Linked DNA regions of Danio rerio: region 2 is linked to region 1. Evidence: chromatin contacts called from public Hi-C data. All regions are on one chromosome and are shown on one strand. The core of a region is the stretch at or near the end of the contact, and the rest is flanking DNA. Distances in the headings are between cores, read along the strand shown.

Region 1 (2,700 bases), core at 17-2,516:
TAGGACCAGTACTAACCCTACTGTTTATGAACTCACTTTAGAAAATGCTTTAGTGTGCTGCAGTAAGATGTAGTAAAACAAACTAGGCTGAATGGTACTAGCTACACTGTTAACCCTTACTGTAGATGATGCAGTAAATAACTTTAAAAAGGCCAGTGTTTTGCTGTAATAAAGGGAAACAGTATTTTACTGTAAAACGAGCAGGATTTAAGGAATGAGCAAAGACTAAATTACAGTAATTTACTTAATGTAGCCATTACAGGTAGTAGCTGTGATAATAATTGGTAAATTACTGTTCAACCATTACAGTCCCATCTACGCTGATGCTTTATGCTGTTATATAGGGCATTTATCTTAATGCAGAAAACAATGATTTAGACATTGACACACACATACCAAGGATGTCTGTCTTTTTCCAAAATCGTGAAAAAAAAAAAAAATCAGAAAATGTTGGCCCTTTAAGGGAGCCATGTGTATGTTGTTTACTTCTGAGTGCTCCATTCTCTGTTTAACAGTTCAGATGCAGAGTCTGACGTTTTAAAGAGTCTACAACGAATAAGTAATGTGTTCAAATATTTTTGAGGGTTTCTAAAGTAAGTATGTGTAAGTTATGTTGTTGTTATCTTGAACCTCCACTGTCAGGTCCCAGGTTGTGAATTCGTTGCTAAGTTTTTTTTCAGAGCTGTGTTTCCAACTGTGAATTCATAAGGACAATAGAAACGTTTGTTTTCTTGAACTTTTCTTAAAGTAAATATTAATAAAGATTGGATCCTTTATCTCTATGGCCGACTTTATTTTTTGTTTTTATAATTATTGAGAATTGTGTGTGCCTGTTTTTTGACAAACATGTTTCTATGTGTGTTCTTTTGATAGGCATTTTTAAAAATGATTTGAAACTTATAAAAACTGTGTTGCCAGCATTTTACTGTAAAAAGGCCTGGTAAGGTCTAACAGTGTAGGCTATACTATGCTATTTTTTATGTGGGAATCAATGTAGGATGTGGGCAGAGCTATCCTTATTAAACGTCATACACTCAAAAACGGATTTTTGCAGCTTGTTCAAGCTACTTATTTAAAATGAGCTGAAACAACAGTTCTTGAAATGTGTTACATTAACTTAATCGATTTGTGTTGACATAACATGAATGAATTGTGTGGAACCCTGCATTTAGCCTATTGACAGAAAAAACACGAACGCTGAAAGTTGTGCTGAATGACGTCAGGCTTTATGAGGGTTAAATCCAGCACCGCGTCTCCACTCTGGCTGGTTAAGCGCCTCCTTTCTTCCAAAGGCATTTCCTGCCGTCCGCGCTCCCAGAATACACAGCTGTACGCCAGCGGTTATGGAATGCTATGGACCGCTATTTTATCTCTCCATCATCTTCCACCTCTTAAGGATGCAGGTGTGCAAGGTTAACTTCCAACTTCCAAGCGTTTCGCGTCTGGAAAACAGCGTTTCGATCGGCCTTTGCACATTTTAAGACGGCATTACTTTTGTTTTGGGACAAACGCGAGCTTCGTTTACAGTTCAATTACATTGAATACATGAGGGACGGTTACTAAGGCGGTCGGAATAGAACAAGACAACCAGACCTTTTCCAGTGATCTGAGATGAATTCGTTTGGATACGTCTAGATCTCCTGCCACGTTTCTGTCTTCGGGGGCTGAAGTTGCGACTGCAACAGAGGTGAGAGAAATCTGCGATGAAATATGATTATATGACTGTTTTCAAGGAGGATGCGATGGACTGTTGGGCTGTTTACTTACAAGAATCATTCGTTAGGCTGTTTGTATTTGGATGTGAATGTGATTATTGAATTTCCTATCCGGGCTCTATTTATCTATCCATCCTTCTATAACCAGCACGGATTCTTTAAACGGCACAGAGCCTCGTTATTCCGTTATGTTTGTCATCTCTGCAGTTAATGTGACGCATGGATGTGTTATTTCATAAAAAGTCGTCTGTTGTCCACATCCTCCATTTTTAAAAGACATTATAGACTAAAATGCTTTTGGTAAAACGCCTAGCAGCTGTCAGACATTAAAAGTAGCCTACTAATAAAACTGCCAATAATGCATTGTTGTGTTAGGCTACATTAAATATTCATGTTTCAATATTAGCCTGTAATTGTTTAACAGTTTTAAATGTTATAATACAATTATCTATTTTGAAAAAAATATTAATAATATTATTAATTTTTAAAATGTGTTTAGGCTTATGTTGAGCACAAATATATTATTTTATGTTTGGGTAATAGGCTATGTGATGCATATACATTTTATATAGGTTTATAAAAAATAGGTCAATTATAAATGAATAAAAATAATACTACAATTTTATTGTATTAATATTTATTTAAATAATTGTTAATTAAGCTACACAGAAAATTAAAAGCAGTCTTTAGTATATTGTTATATAGTCACTGCAGAAAGGTGACTGATTTATTGACCAATCAAAAATTTTGAAACCAGTTCATTATATTATTATTATTATTATTATTATTATTATTATTATTGACAACAACAACAATAATAATCAAAGCCTAGTATTTAAAATAATCAAATATCAATTTGTTATTATATATTGTTATTAATATTAAAGAAACACTATTATAGGTATAATTATTATATTAGTTCTAGGCTATTCTACATCAAATGTTAAAAATAAACAACTTTTTTTTTATTATTATTATTTTTTAG
Region 2 (2,700 bases), core at 108-2,607, 230 kb after region 1:
TTAAGTGTTAATCCCAAAGATGACTTTTTTGTGTATTTGTTGGACATCAAAATGTGACTTTTTCCAAGTATGGCTTGATTGAGGTAAATTTGGTTTTAGATTCACACATTTGGAGTTCCTTCTTAATGATACCATTTCAGGAAAGTGCTCATTGCAAATTCTAAATAGACAAATAATATTGCCAATGACTATCAAAAGTACAACACTGTTTATAGTGCTAATTTTGTTTTCAAGCCATACTTACATGTAATTTCTAAGTGCCATGGTAAACAAAACAGGGAGCATGTCACAAGTTGTCACTGAATGAATGTCCAAATATAAAATCAACTTTACCTCGATTATGGCTTGAACTACTAAAGCAGGCCATATTTTTAATAATTATAATTATTTTTCCTTTATTAACAAGAATCAGCAGGTAGAGTTTTATTATACAACAAAATCACTTCACATTCCTTAACAAGAATAATTAAAAGAGAAACAAAGAAAATAAATTGAAAAAAAAAAAAAACGAGGAGATGATACATGATCATCAAATTACATATGAATATATTACACATATTTTTCCAATTTTAGTTATTATCAAGAGTAATTAAATACACTTTTACTACAGGTAATGTTAAAGGAGGAGCATATTTTAACCGTTTTAATTGTTTTTTTTATTTTTAGACTTACAAATCACTTTTATAAATATTTTAATCTCTTTTTCTTGCAACATGAATTGGATTTGAGCATGTGAAATTTACATAATAATAAAATAAAGTTATTATAAAACCAGCATCTTTAAGGCCATAATGATATAAGCATTTTGCAAGTGGACCAGTCAATCAAAGCTGCTAATCATCTGACAAGCATGCCATTTTAGATAAATTATTGATTTAAAATAATTATCACTATGTTTTTTCATTGCTCATTAATATGAAAATCATATTAAATTTCTAACAAATAAAGTACATATTTGTTACTTCTGCGAGTTTGGGGAAAATTAGTTTGACTTTATTATGTTTATGTCATATTATTTAGCTAAAAGAAGAAGAAGTCTTATTAACTGTGATTTAAAATATCAGCTGTTTCTCAAATTGCTGTCACTGCGCTGTCATGCTTGAGCATGGGACATTTAACTGCCATGGACACATGTGAAGCATGCATATCTGTCAACACCTCAACTATTACAGCTCTAAGCCGTGTGAACTATAAAAATAAAACCTTTAAACGCACTTAAATAATTTCCAGTGTACAAGACATAAGGCTCCTGCGCTAATCGCGATTAAAACAATGTTTTCTTTGACTTACCCACACGTTAGGCTCCAGACTGTCCTCACGTTTTCAGCAGTCGGAGAAGTGCGAAAGCAGGTCGCATTATTCTCCTTTCTCATTGGACAACGGTATGTCACGGGTCACGTGGGTTGGCCAATCGGAGACGCGCTTCTGTATTAAGAAACGTCATTGGTGAGACACTCTCAAGTCGTCAGAAGAGCGCTTGTTGCAGTGCACACTTGTTTTGTTGTTTGTTCAGTGCATACTTGTACTTTACGGATTTGAGGACATCAGAGTTCTCCACACATATTTTACTGAAGTTAAGGGCTGTTACGGTTCAAGTATGAACATGACATTGCGTTCCAAAAATACGAGACGGAGAAATAAAATGTTGTTAATTGTTCTTATTATAATAACAACAAAGCAATATAAAACAGACAAAAATGTTGTACAAACCATACAGAGATTTAATATGATTTTACATTAAATATATAACAAGGTTATAGGGGAAAAAACGAAAGGGCACATGAAAACAAATCAAAATGAATGCAGAATATAAAAGAAAGCACAAATGTTACAGGTTTTAACTGATTTCTAGTAGCTACTAAATGTTGACATTAAACCTATAGTTCCAGTTCTTTTAAAAAATCATATAGGGTTTACATTTAGTATATATTTACATTTATATATATTTTTCCAACAAATAAAATAAGGTTTATACAGAATGCAATACCCAAATAATAAATGTACCTAAATGAAGGTCGCTGGGTTGCTGGTTCGAACCTCGGCTCAGTTGGCATTTCTGTGTGGAGTTTGCATGTTCTCCCTGTGTGCACGTGGGTTTCTTCCGGGTGCTCCGGTTTCCCCCACAGTCCAAAGACATGCGGTACAGGTGAATTGGCTAAATTGTAATAAGTGTATGTGTGTATGCATTTCCCAGAGATGGGTTGCGGCTGGAAGGGCATCCACTGCGTAAAAAAAAAAAAAAAACGTGCTGGATAAGTTGGCAGTTCATTCCGCTGGGGCGACCCCAGATTAATAAAGGGACTAAGCCGACAAGAAAATGAATGAATAAAAGTAATGTATGAAGTTATATGAGGAGAGGCTAACTAGCTTACAATGTAGCTTTTAAGTATACAGCTCATGATAACAACAATATAACTAAATAATAAACCCTTTTAAAACATTTTACTTACTTATTGTAGATTCCTATTTAAGACTTAAACCAAATCAGACTCTGCGTCTGAATTGAAAGACAGAGAATGGAGGACACTCAGAGGTAAACAAATCAAACACCTGGCTCCCTTAAAGAGCCAGCATTTTCTGAAAACTTTTTTCACAATTTTGTGCTTTGAATAAGACACACAGCCTGTGTATGTGTGTGTTAATGCCTAAATCGTTGTTTTCTATAAACAGCAACATAACTCATCAGAGTAGATGGGACAG

What was found. Hi-C and Micro-C count contacts between places; a contact is called where the count stands out from the background.
Region 2: a contact with region 1 is called in a Hi-C map of an unstated tissue, with 2.5 times the contacts expected there. The contact joins the promoter of nap1l4a here to the promoter of osbpl5 in region 1. A contact is called at or near these places in 2 of 18 Hi-C or Micro-C datasets (caudal fin and an unstated tissue).

What each region holds. Positions count from the first base shown.
Region 1 is chr25:24,563,015-24,565,714 of GRCz12tu, forward strand. osbpl5 (oxysterol binding protein-like 5) reads left to right here and starts at 1,267. Exons shown (of 23, transcript XM_068217533.2): 1 at 1,267-1,687.
Region 2 is chr25:24,789,645-24,792,344 of GRCz12tu, forward strand. nap1l4a (nucleosome assembly protein 1-like 4a) reads right to left here and starts at 1,358. Exons shown (of 15, transcript NM_001089347.1): 1 at 1,291-1,358.